Linked DNA regions of Sus scrofa: region 2 is linked to region 1. A link is a contact called in public HiChIP or PLAC-seq data. All regions are on one chromosome and are shown on one strand. The core of a region is the stretch at or near the end of the contact, and the rest is flanking DNA. Distances in the headings are between cores, read along the strand shown. Region 1 overlaps LOC102164776. Region 2 overlaps LOC102164776.

Evidence for each region. HiChIP or PLAC-seq counts read pairs in DNA pulled down with a chosen protein or histone mark.
Region 2: a contact with region 1 is called in an H3K27ac HiChIP or PLAC-seq map of skeletal muscle. The contact joins two enhancer-like sites. A contact is called at or near these places in 2 of 47 Hi-C or Micro-C datasets (embryonic fibroblasts and heart right ventricle) and 1 of 2 datasets of contacts at active chromatin or transcription factors (skeletal muscle).

Annotation. Positions count from the first base shown.
Region 1 is chr9:49,215,738-49,222,652 of Sscrofa11.1, reverse strand. LOC102164776 reads left to right here. Exons shown (of 5, transcript XM_021063017.1): 3 at 1,352-1,429. Among named protein-coding and RNA genes, the nearest start is that of MIR100, 61 kb to the right of the region's middle. Within about 2 kb of position 3,577, at least 28 of the 83 cell types and tissues checked have an H3K27ac peak or open chromatin away from gene starts, as enhancers often do. A contact at or near this core is called in skeletal muscle, where this site is marked.
Region 2 is chr9:49,346,510-49,353,424 of Sscrofa11.1, reverse strand. The region is part of intron 1 of LOC102164776; the gene reads left to right. Among named protein-coding and RNA genes, the nearest start is that of MIR100, 190 kb to the right of the region's middle. Within about 2 kb of position 3,689, at least 6 of the 83 cell types and tissues checked have an H3K27ac peak or open chromatin away from gene starts, as enhancers often do. A contact at or near this core is called in skeletal muscle, where this site is marked.

The DNA of each region.
Region 1 (6,915 bases), core at 2,328-4,827:
ATCATCGAGCCTCATCATGGACAAGACGCCGGTGAACCACAGATTCCCTTGCATTTTTCCCTGCGCAGGTCTCACTCTGCACACAGTAAGCTACTCCTAAAGAGGACTGGCGTTTACTCGTGCCGGTGGTGGTTCTGCCAGTGCTTGCATTTCCCAGTTGCTCCGGATCTATGATTGAACGGGATGGTTCATGGGCCCTTTCCCCTCCCCAGGGCTGAGCCTTCCATGTGTGACTTAGCTCAGTGTTCCCTAAGCCTTAATATTTGGGGAAGATTTTGCCTTGGCTAAAAGACAAACGCATTTCTCTTCTTCAGCACCTGTTTATCTTGACTAGGCTTGTAGCACCAACAATGGGCTAGAAAGGGACCAGAAGAGAAACAAGCTGGGATCTCATTCTCTACAGCAGACTTCCCAGGGGCGCTGTGGTGGGCTTGGGGGTCGGGGTGGGGACTGGGAGGGCTTAAAGGTGTTTACCTGAGATACAGATGGTTGGAGGTTTCTTATAGTGGTAAACTATGTAAAAGCAGTTTTGATAACTATTTAGAAATTTTTAATTCTATTTGAACATTCATTGTATAGCTTCATCTGTAAACTTCCTGACTTCTGTAATAACTGTTTAGGTATTTGAATCTCTATGAATACTGCCCCCCCACCCCAACAAGAATGACCTGAGAAGATATGTACGTACAGTTTAGTTCCCCCTGATATTCCTGTTAAAATGTCCTGGTACTAGTTTTATTATTTTTTAGTTATGATTTGTTTACTATCCATGATGTTCTTTGGTTTGACCTGCCCTATAAAATGTTGGATTTTTTTCGAATTTCATTTGCTCTTATAGTTTATATTTTTTCTAAAAATATAGGAGGCACATGTGATTTTAATCATTACATTTTTAAAGCAGACCTTCCATTAGATGTTTCTAAATGGAAAATGATTTATTTTGCTGGGAAAGTTTACACAAAGTCCATATTGAATATCATCCATAATATTTTCTAACTTTAAAAATAAGTAATAAAATTTAATTTTCTTACTAAGTCTCGAATAGACTCGCCCACATTCTTTCCACTGTATCCCAGTTATGCAATTGTTACAACTTCCTGTGTGTAATGACGTGAAAAAGGTAGGGCAACATTCCCATAAATTCTTGTTGCAGTTTTTCACCCTGGGAGATTGGGTGCAAGTGGAAAGAATGTTAATCTTGGTGTGGGGTGTGTTAGGGAAATCCAAGGTGTTGCTGTTTTCGCTTTTAAAGTTCCATTTGCTAAAATAGTGAAGTAACGAGCGCACGTGAAACTTAGAGATCTTTTGCAATGACAGACACTGTCTGATGGGAATGGATGTGTTTCTGCAGGTTCATACCTTGCCAGCTGCATCTCCCTTGCTTCTTCCAGGACAGAGTGGGTTGAAAGAGCCAGCAGGAACTGAAAAGGTAAATGTCACTATGTCCAGCCAGCCACACTTTGAAATTCAGTATGGACTTAACAAGATTCCAGTGTCATTGAATTCATCCAAGTCATGAAACCACATTTAAATGAAAAGCCAATGATAACCCTCCTATTTAAAAATAACTGAGCAAATGTTTTCATATTGGATGAAATATTTAAACGTCATCTCTGTTGAATAAATAGGCTCAATGCAGGAGGAAAAAACACAAAACATCTGAAACAGACCTTATATTACTCTTCTGGAGGTGTGTGCCAGGAGCACCCGTTACTTCTGGGGGACTAGGGGAGAGGTCAGGGCTGAGGAAGTGCACCTGCAGCTTTGGATGCTCCCCCCCCCCCCATTCCTCCCCTGCATGGGGACAGGGAGGAAGGAATAGGCATGAACTTAGGGGTCTCAGGAGTGAGGCTGCCACATTTAGCACATAAAAATACAACAACACAGGCAATGTTGGGGATACACATGTACTAAAAATTCTTTATCTGAAATTCAAATTCACATGGACATTCTCTTTTTATCTGGCAACCCTACTTAGGAGGAGCTGGGGAGAGAAGGATCTGGGAAGACATAAAGAAGCAGGAAAAAAAAAGTAGTCTATAACATAGCATGAATTTTATAGCAGCGGGTGGTGACAACAGCATCATTCTGTGTCCTGTGCTTGGAATGAGATTTGCACAGGATTTCTAAGGACACATGGGGGTAAGAGGCTGGTCGGGGGGTGGGGGCTTCAGATGTGATGAGTATTCTTGAAAAAGACAGAAGATGGCCCACAAAATGAAGAAGACTGGAGTTGAGGAAGGACATTCCAGGCTAAACAGAGCAAGTCCTAAGGCACAGAGGGTGAAACAACGCTATCTGCCTCCTCCTTCTGGAGTATATATACTCTGAGACTTTCTGCTGTTGAGACATCTGTGGTGTGAACCCTATTCCATTGCAGGCAGTAGATTGTAGGACAGACCCCAGACTCATTTACTAGTTGAGCAGACCCTGCTTTTTGCAGAAGGTGGAGAACAAATATGTCAAATGTTTTGCTTTTCAAGCAGTGCACAATTTTGCATATATGTATATGCACGTAAGTAAACACAGAGAATTGATTTATAAAACATCAGCCCTTAAGCATCTCGGATTGCTTCCCCACAAGAGAAGTAACGAAAGTAAACCAAATGGAAAAATAAGTAAAATTCCTTGCATTCCCTAAGTCTTATCCCTGAGCCAGCCCACACTGCTTCAGTAGAGGAGGTAAACTCTCTATGGCGAGTCTCAGCAGTTCACTGCTTTTGAATGTTATCTCTCAGAGGAGAGAGATTGTCCTATAGCCTCTGTGTGACACTTTTATCCCCTGCTTAGAATTTCCTGATTAAAGTTCTTCAAGTTATGCCACTGCATAAAATAAATAAGTAGAACCATGCTTTCTGCCCTTTGCGGCAGAGAAACTGAGGAGCCTGGGGTGTATGTGGGAGGGTATGTGTTTTGGAGGCAAGCTTACCCCGAGATAAGAACATCAAGAAGGTGGCTTCATCTGGCAGCTTTCAGTGGAGATAAATTTCTTTTTTGTGTGTCTTGTTTAAAAATGTTGCTTTCCAGAGCTCCACTGACAAGATTAAGTGGGGTTTTGTTCTTGTTTTGTTTTGGTGGTGGTGGCGGTGGTGGTGGTGGAGGTGGAGGTTTATTTGGGGACTTACACTTTACCCGTCAGCCGTCCATAGGTCAGAGTCTTTGAGCTCTAGGAGTGTTTATCTTGCCCTTTAAGTGAATACTAGATGTTGTTTTTCTTTTTCTTTGCATCATGCTTCCTGCAAGTACTGACCATTCAAGGATTTTACTCAGACCTATGAGGACCTATCTTGGTTTTTCTTTAGCAGAGACATGTCCATATCTGGCTGTGTGTGTCACCTGGGCAATATGCCATGTTGGGCACCATGTGGAGAGACCAGTCGGTCCCCTTTGCCTTTCTTGGCCCTAGTGCCTCTCTCTGAGGCGGAATCAATCCTTCATTTTCCTTGGGCCCCACAGAGGGTTGGCTTCTGCTCTCCTGCGCCACCTGCTGTAACCAGCTCCAAATGCACCCTTCCCAGGCTCCAGCCCCAGGCTCCCAGGAGGAGCCAGAGCCAAAACCTCAGACGAAGCAGATGTCATTTAGGCTGCCAGATTTCTGCCCCGGTCTTATCTGCGCTGCCTCCACTGGCTCACCCGATCAGAATCCCAAGTGTCCCCAGATGACATTGCCTCAAGTCACGCAGACCCTGAGCTCCTTGGCCAGAGAGGGGAGGCTGCCAGTTTGGGGGCTGGTGACCAGGGGCTCCTGCCAGCTTTCTGCATATGTGGTCAGTGGAGGCCAGCCTCTGCCCAGCAACAAAAACGCAGATGGACTTCTGTCACAATGTCAACATACCCAGGGCACTGATCCTTCCATGGGCTCTCCCACGTGTTCCCAACATGTTCCCTGATTGGGCCACTAGTTTTCTCCCAAGCTACTCAGGAAGTGTAAAATGTGTTGTGCTTTTTAGCACTCTGGACTTTTTTACATTCTCCCCAAATGGAGTGATTCTTCTGATGGAGGCACCGCAAATAAAGGAAAATGCTGCTTTTTCTTAGTTAGATGAAGTACCCCTGTTTATTCCCTATTCTAGGTTAGAGATCTCTGGATGGCCTGGGATTTTGGCATCTGTTTATTCTCTGTCAGCACAGTCTGGCACGGAGTAGGTGCTGCACGGCAGCTTATTGAATGCATACATTCTCTCTGGCCAAAATCCTTCTTGAAAGTCCTTTTCTAGTCATCTGTTAAAAATTAAAATGGTCAGATTTGGGGTTCTGATAGTTCATACCTGATTTAAGCCTGAAAAAATGAAGGCTGACTTGGTAGAAAGAAATGAGTGATAGCAGTGATTTTTTTTTTTTTTAAGGCTGTACTTGTGATATATGAGTGTTCCCAGGCCTAGGGGTCGAATCAGAGGTACAGCCGCCAACCTACGCCACAGCAACACAGGATCCGAGGGACCTACACCACAGCTTACTGTAATGCCAGATCCCCAACCCACTGAGTGAGGCCAGGGATCAAACCCGTATCCTCATGGATACTAGTCGGATTCGTTTCTGCTGTGCCACAGTAGGAACTCCCATCAGTGATTTCTGAGGGTGCTCTGATAAGAATGAAGACAGTTACCAGTTGTTATTGCATGAGGTTGAAAGAAATAATGTCTGCATGTGGGATCAGATACGAGTTAGAACTTCCTGAGTGCAAAGGTTACAGGAGACTCTTATAAATGACACATGGGGGTTTATGCCAGCAACTTCTCCAATGATAGGTACACATCCATTTAGTTCAGCAAATCTTTACTCTCCTCCTCCATTGCACCAACCCCGCACTAGAAGCTGGAGTTTAAAAGACTGATAAAGTACGTGCCTGACCACAAAGAAGACTTGAGACAAATGACATTGAACAAACTTCAATGTCATGTCCCAAGCGCTAAGAGAGAGACGTGCCTGGGGCATTGTGGGAACATGATGAAGAGGCACAGACTCCAGCTGTGTAGTCAGAGAGGGCTTCCTGGAGGAGATGGTACATGGACTGAGGTGAGAAATGTCTCAGTGAATAAAATGGAGTCACTGCAGGTCAGGAAAAGTGAACAGCTAGACTAATTGATGTAGAAACCCTTTCAGACCATAGAAATTTCATTCAGCCCTTTTGAGTTGAGTCATCTGAAAAATATTGTCCTGCAGGACGTGTGTTACAATCTTGGTGGCAAAAAGGGGCTCCATTTTCTCATTTTCTGTTCCATGTTTGATCTGACACGTCATCGGGATAGCATTTCATCATTTGAGGAGGAAAAAGGTAAAGGAGGGGACTTATTTTCTTCTGCATCCAAGGGTCATGGGCCCGTGAGCAGCCTGCTCCAAAATTCAGCACACTGCAGAGCGAGCATGGCCTCGATGCATCAAACTTGACATATTTGGGGGCTGTCCGTGGGGACTCTAGACCGGGCATTCTCTGTACCATCCAGGAGGCCCCAGCGAGGAAGGCTGGGGCCGGCCTGCCTGCCTGCCTGCTCAGGGAGAATGAACTGCTACCTGGAAACGCTCACAACAGCTGCTCTTTGAATTCCGGCAGATTGTTTTACCAGGCTCCATTGTACAGGTGGGAAAGCCAAGGCTGAAGAACACGGAGCAGCTTCCTAGGTCCTGAGGAATAAAGGGTGGTAACCGTGGGTTAATTTGACTTCTTTTCAGTGCCACAGCAAGTACATACCCAGGGTGGGAACCTCTCAGAGGCGGTTTTCCCAGAAGTGCTTTTGAAATGGCAAGCCAGTTAGCAATGATCTGTTTCCACTGGATACCCTGCTTCTGGGGCTGGCATCAGGGGGGGTGGGGGTGGGGGGTGCCCAGCCTCCTCCGGGGAGGTCACGCAGGTCCAGCCGTGGCAGCTGGTGCCGCCGGGCCCTGGACCACCAGAGAAAGGAATCTGCGGAAGGACAAAGGGTGCTGCATGGACGGCCGCGGACCTGCGCCCTCCACGCCCACTCGCCCGAGGCGGGCCGGCGGCGGGTTGGTGCCAGGCTCTGTGCTGCTCCTCCACCCCCTTCCCGGGCCCCCAGCTCCTCTGCCTGCTCTCAAAGCTCCAGCCGTCCTGAATGGGGCTTTGTGTGTGCCCCAGGGACTGGCTCGGGGGAGCCCTGATGGAAATGCTGGACAGCGATGTCTCCCCTGGATCCAGGCAGCTCGGCGCAGGGCCCATCTCGTGGGAGGCAGGTCTTTATTGTGCTGCCGATCCTTCCATATCTGAGAGAGAGCCGGACCTGCATGAACGTTCTGCCCCCCTGCACAGTGGAGTTAAGTGCAGGGCCACGGGGCTGACGGGGCCTGGGTCGCTTCCGGAGCTCTCCTTCCCACACTCTCTCTTTGCTCCTTTGCCCCCAGAGGTGGCTCTACCAATGTCATTGCACAAGAGGTGCAGTGAAATGGTCACTCTTTAGGTGCCAGGCCTTGCATTACCCACTTTATCCTGTTGAATGGAATCTTCTCAGCAATCCTGTGAGATATGTCATCTCTTATCCCCCTTTTTCAAGTGAGGAAACAAACCAAGGTTGGGAATGTTAAGCCACTTACCCTGCTAATTCCCAGCACCTGCTGGATGGGGCTCTGCTCTTGCCTCCGCCTTCTTGCCTTCAAGATGGGGATAATGGCCTCAGGCTAAAGCACAGGGCTGGGCTCTGGCTCCCACCCAGCTCTGGCCTAGCGTCCTGCCCTAATGAGGGGACAAAGGTTAGTTCTGGGTGTCTGGCTGACACTTCAGCTCTCTTCTGTCAGGTTGAAGTGCAGGCACAAGTCTTTTTTTTTTTTTTAAAGTAGAAAAGAAGCAGTGGTCATGAGATCATCTGCATTCACACATGTATGGCCAGGATATCTAGCTTAAGAGGTATGGTCCATAGCTCTCTTATGCAGCAAAGCTCAATGGCCCTTTTCAGGGACAGACAT
Region 2 (6,915 bases), core at 2,440-4,939, 130 kb before region 1:
TGGTTCAAGACCATGTGTGTGTTTATTTCCAGAAAAAAGAATGATGGGAATACTAAAGAACTTTTTAAAAATGATGTCACTTTGTCACTCTGTTAGTGTAGGAGCAAAAATTAAATTGACCTTGTAGATTTATTCACTGGCAGTGTTAATTAGGAGAGCCTCTACTTCAGTATAAAAGAGGGTTATAGTAATGGAAAATAGGCCTTTTGAAAATACGTATGAATTGAATAGACTGTGGGCTCTTCTATAATGTAGAGAGGGTAGTGAATTGCTGGTTAGACAGTCAGTTAATGATTTACACAGAAATCATGACTTAAATGTTGTGAGGAAAAGAAAGAGATTAGGCTATTTGATCCTCCTGCAACTGAGTGTCAGAAAACTTCAGGAGGATGTGACAGATGATTCTAGAACCAGAAGCAGCTTTGAAAAGTGTAAATACTACAATCACATATTCTGTTGTGGTTTAAATATAAGCCGGGGAACCAGTTTTTTCTTTATTTTTTTATTAAAGTATAGTTGATTTAAGGTGTTGTGCCAATTTCTGCTGTACAGCACAGTGACCCAGTCATACATATATACATTTTTTCTCATATTATCTTCAATCATGTTCTATCCTAAGAGACTGGATGTAGTACCCTCTGTGGTACTGTAGGACCTCATTGCTTATCTGTTCTAAATGTAATGGTTTGCATCTGCCAACCCCAAACTCTCCATCCATTCCACTCCTCCCCTCCTCCGCCTTGGCAACCACAAGTCTGTTCACTATGTCTGTGAGTCTGTTTCTATTTAGTAGGGTAGGTTCGTTTGTGCCCTATCTTAGATTCCACATATAAGTTATATGGTATTTGTCTTTCTCTTTCTTACATTACTTAATATAAGATTCTCTAGTTGCATTCATGTTGCTGCAAATGGTGTTATTTTTTCTTTTTTATGGCTGAGTAGTATTCCATTTTTTCTTTGCCAATGATGCAACTGACAAAGGCCTAATCTCCAAAATACACAAACAGCTCATACAACTCAACAACAACCAAAAAACAACCTAATCAGAAAATGGGCAGAAGACCTAAATAGACATTCTCCAAAGAAGACAGATAGCCAATAGGCAAATGAAGAGATATTCAACATCACTAATAGAGAAATGCAAATCAAAACTACGATGAGGTACCACTTCACACTGGTCAGAAGGGCCATCATTAACAAGTCAACAAATAAATGCTGAAGAGGATGTGGGGAAAAGGGAAACTTGCTTACACTGTTAGTAGGAATCTTAAGTAGTACAACCACTGTGGAAAAAGAGTACAGAGGTTCCTCAGAAAACTAAATATAGAACTACCATATGATCCAGCAATCCCACTCCTGGGTATATATCTAGACGAAAGTACAATTCAAAAAGATAGATGCATCCTGTGTTCATAGCAGCACTCTTCTCAGAGCCAAGACGTGGAAACAGCCCACTTGTTTAGCTCAACCTCTGACACATGATGATGTATGGCGATGTAAAACTTACACTTTATTTCAGCCCCCTTTTGTGTTTTAGGCATTCTTGGATGGTCTTTAAATGAACTAAGCATATGCTGATGTGTTGAAATGAGCCCTTGTGGAATCTCCAATAGAAGCCTTGGGATTAGAGGATGAAGGAAGGGAGGATAAGGAAACATCAAATAAGTGGAGAGATGAAATCTAGAGTGACAAAGGACTGCTTATATACAGCCCATCACATGCTTTTATTTCAGTAGAATTAGTGTACTATCCAAAATAAAGGGCAGTTTAAAAAGTAGAACAAATCATGACTGCATCACGTTTCCACCATAAGAAATTACCATTTCTATTTCTGTTATTGCATCATACATTGTATTTGTTGAACATCTGTGTGGAAGTACATCACAGTGCCAGGTGTATGTGAAAAAATAGTCTTCATTAGACAATGAGAGTAAGAAGGAAGCAAAATAAAAACCGAATAGGAACCAGTGCTCAGTCATTTCTAAAGCATTGGTGACCTGAGCCATTTCAGGTGAATGGGAAGAGGATGGATGAAAATAGGTTTTGTTGTGTTTCTGGCAGTTTGGTTGTCACTGATACACTCAGACCTTGCAAGGATTCCAAAATTCCAAGTGATGAGCATTGAGATGATCTGAGAATTCAAGGTGAGAATGGGTTAGTTATCCCTTCCTGTCTCTAGAATTGGCAGACTTTCTTTATATCTCACTGACAGATTTGTAACATTGCCCTTAAGACATGATAATAATTTCTCCATAGAATATTATCCCCATAAGCACAGGGCTGGGTCTATCTTGGTCAGCTGATCTCTTGTCTCCCCTCCCACACCCCCCACCGATTATGTTTGAAATAGAGTGGGAATTCAGTAAATAATAATAAAAAAAGCATCTTAGTTGTTGCAGAAAGGTCTTCCCTGAAGCTTAAATGTTTATCATAAAACTGAGTTTATTAGTTTTTAGTCTGAAAGAGACATGGAAATAAATACTTTTAGAGCCATTACTCTTCTACCAATGGACAGGACTCTCACCGTCACAGGTGCACCCATACTCTTTAGGTCTACACACATGCATAACCACGTAGACTAACTTCTGTCCATGTTTTGGTCCTCTGATCTGTATCTAGTTTAGAGAAAGAAGTCAAGGACAGTGACATGAATTGAAAATTGTACATTGCAGGTTTCAGACCTTAAAAGATGGTATACCATCAGAGAAATAATATCCTTTCTGTTGAGATGCTCATATTTTTTTTTTTTTGACAAGTTCCCCCACTCATTTTTTCAACTCTTTCTTCCTCAGAGGATTCTTTAAGTTCTATCCATCATCTCGTTTATTGAAATGTACCTCATTTGGGAATGAGAAAGTTTTGGCATAGCTAGGAGCTTTTAATGGAAATACGAGAGAAGACATCTCTGACATATATAATACATTCAATATGTTTCCATATATTGCACAATCTCTGATGTGTTAACCAAGATTTATAATGACAGATGGGCCGAGGAGAAGGAGGAACACTCCCCGAGTGGGGATTTCTTTAGAAACAAGCACTTCTTCCAAGGTGCTTCAAGCTATTCTTAGCAATTGGGGTTCAACACATTCACCCCAACAGAGACAGGTTTCTGCCAACACACTGCCTGGAGGAGCTTTGTTGCCTAGCATTTTGCTCCAAACAAGAGTCAAGCCAGGCAGCACAGTCTTAGAGAAACCTAGAGCCAGAGGATTGAGGCCCTGTTTTCAGCTGTGTGACAAGTTGCTTCTTTCAACCTGTGATTCTTCAGCCATGTAATGGGGGTGAGAAGTCGTTTCTGTTCTCTTCCCAACTCTGAAATAAGCGATGAAGGATTTTTGAGATAATGGTGGAGATTAGGAAAGTCTCCCATGTTCCTTTGCAACAATCTTTTTTACACGTCTAGAGTGCAAGTAATTAGGTATGCTTCTTTTCCCTTTCTTATTTTATTCTAATATAATTATTTGATGACTCAAAATTTCCTCAAATGCAGACCTTACATTCCAGAATAATGCAAAGTTTCATTTTGGGGTGAGAGGAATGAGAAGTAATGGGATTCGACCATGTGTTATGGGGTTAAGAAAATTCTAAAAAGAACTAAATGAAAATGTAGGGTCAGTATCAGTAGCTGTACAGTCATTACCAATGTTTGGCTGTATAGTCACTCTAAGAGCATCTTTTGCTATTTTTTTTTTTCCTACCCTGTCTGACTCACGCTATAACAGATCTGAAACGGGAATATTTTATATGCTCGCCTCCTTAACCACATTCTGTGATCTTGAGCTGTTTTTCACAATCTGCTTTTTTTTTTTCCCCCTAGTCATTTTGTTTTTTGACTTGTACGCTATCTGGTTGTCTATTTTCACCACACCCATACATTGTGCTGACAGAGCCTTGTTTTTATTCAGCATAGCTTTCCCATCTAGGGTGTGTGCTTGTTGTTGTTTTAAGATAGTCCAAATACCTATGGACAGGCTGAACTTAAGTGTATTTTGAGATTTATGACTTGTTAGAGTACGGAGAGAACTGAGCTGTCTTTGGAGCCAGTGTCCTAACTTTGCAGAGTAGGCAAGAGGGACTTAGAGAATGAAAGTGCCTGGGTGTTAACTGAGTTCATGGCTCATTGGGGGAACAGATGTTTTTGGAAGGGAAGAAACCCTAGAATGTCCCTCTGGGGTAATTTTTCTTTTCTTTTTTAAACTAGAAATAACTGGGGCCATTGGAAGTATAGAAAATTAAGCATATTAACATGTTTCTCTGAACTAATAAGAATATTCTTCAAGTTGGGAAAACATTATCCTCTTGTGGATTGTAAATCAGAAGACATCTATCTATAACAGGCAGCTTTGCTGACGCTCACATTTCTTTAGAAAGTGTATAGTAGAATGACCATAAAGAATTCTTTTTCTTTTTTGCAGTCTTAACATGCCTACCATGCTGACTGCACCCTGCCTCCCACTGCTTACCTTCCCTGCCTCTGCCCCTTCATCAAGCCTAAACACCCATTGCAAACATATCATCATTAGTTGTTGGCTTTCAGCTGGCTTTTGTTCTGGTCTGGTCTCAGCTGATCTTCAAAAGCTTGGGTTGGCAGTCTTCAACTCTTTTCTGCTTGTGGTTCTCAGACTTTTGTGTATGGCTTTGGTCTCCGTGGAGTTTAGACACTGATCTGTTCTGTAGATGAGGAAACAAGGGCTGATTGGGAACAGCAGAAAGCCTGAGGCAGGAGCTTTTCCAGCTGGGCTTATTGATGTAGGGACCATGCCATTCATCATAGAGTCACAGTGACGATATGTGACCACAAAAGGAGGCTCCTCTATGTTAGGATCAATGAGTATGTTCTTACCAGCTTGCCTGCATTAGGGAATACCGCAGTATCAGTGAGATGCATGAGACTGTGCTCTAAGGAATACCCCAGCACACGTCCAGAACTTGTCATTTTAGGGTCCTCAACCACTCAATCTGCCCCAGCCATCATCTAATCCTCTTCTCCACTGACCTATTGCCATGTCTGTGCTGCACACGCCTTGCTCTTCTGAGCAAGCACATTTTTCACCTTCTGGGTTTTCCTCTGGCTTTACCTTTGTTTCTCCTGTTCAGTTTGATCACCAAGCTTTTAGGTAATAATCCCTTCCTCTGCTTATAGAAATTTCTTCCATATCATCTCCTCATTTAGGCAGCATTTCACTCCCCTACTTTAGGCTGGCTTCAGATAAGTATAAATGTTGCTCCTTAATCAAATCATAGATACACACACACACACACACCTGCACACCTCTATAGAGTAAATACAGCTTCAGAATAGTAATTTCACTCCTGATTCTTACCAGATAGTAATAGAAGAAGTCTCAGCATGGGCTAGTGGACAGAATCTTTGACAGGGATCCCTGATTTCTATACCTAGCTCTGCTAATAGTCATTGCTGTGTGACAGAGGACAAGTCACAGCTTCTGTGAAATTTTAGCTGAAAACTACTGAGTTGTTTGACATAGTCTTTCAGACATTATGTCCATTTGAGATAGACTAACTTGACATGGATTTGAGGTAACTTGTGGGAAATTATTATAGAACTATATTAGATTGGATCTTTTGGCTATTGACCGTGGTGGTTTTGGGATACTTGAAAGATTGACTCAGTGGAAGGAATTGTACATGTTCATAGCTAGTAAGGGGTGAGAGAGAGAATACCCAGGGGAGATGCATCATTAGTGATTATTCAAGCTATTCTGCTTCCATCTGATACTGTTAACATGATTTCTTGAGAAAATACTCTTCCTGTAGCACTTGACTGGCATGGGCTATATTTTTGTTGAAGATAGTTTGTTCTTCTCACATAAACCAATTAACTGTCATATTTTATCCTTCTAGGAGTATCCAAATGTAAGGTTGGCTGACAGCCAGTTTGCTAAGTCTTAGAAGGTAAATAGCCTATTGTCTATAAAAAGCCTTGTTTTAAAGGCTCTCTTCATTTCTGGCAATACATGTGATGCAGAAGATAATTTCTAAGGCTGTGAAGAAAGGTCGTGTGTTGGCCATGAGCTGCCATGAGTAACCCAAGTGATTTTATTTTTCCATTTGACAGCTCTTTGTTGCTGTAGGTGACCAAAACATTGACTCCTTTTTCACTACTGGCTGAAAATTTTGCTATTGTCTGGAAGCTTTGATGTCGGACTTGCTGAGTGGTTTGTAATGGCCCACTGCAGTCTTAGGTATATCCTGAAAATACAGATAAATAATAGGAAAGTGTATTTAGTCAGATTTGATACTTCAAGTTCACAGGCAACAATATCTTTGTACATTTAGGTTTCTTTTCTGTTAAAAAATGACCTCTATTTAAGAGGAAAATCTGCTTTCAAAAACTTCAATGAGAGGGTGATTTTTTCATCTTAAAAAGCTTATTCAAGCCAACATATTAATGACTTATGAACAAACGAAGGGAGAATATAAGGGATTACGTTTCTTTTGAACTGTACAAAGTTGTAAAAAGTCTAGAGGAAAAAAGACATGTTCAAGATACATGTTTGTTGAACTGATTTGTTGAACCCTTCTAAATGTTCTTGGATGAAAAAAATTCAAATCTGAACCTATTTTTTTACGTTGCTGAATTACCTAGAAGATGGCTTTGAAACCCAAATGAATATAGGTTTAACCATAATTTTTAACCCCTTGATAATTCCAGTTGAGAATGTGGATGCTACAACTTGAGAGCCAGAAAGATTAGCAATCAGTTAAGGGTCATAGCACCCTCAGGAGAAAAAGACACATAGGGCCAGTCTTCTCTCTTTTGATTCCATTTTTGTTACCTCACAATTCAGTGAATATTTACTGAGTACCTTCTATATGGTAGCTCATGGCTGCATATTGTAACCACCATAATAAGGAAAATATGCATTCCCTGCTTTCAGGGAGTTTACA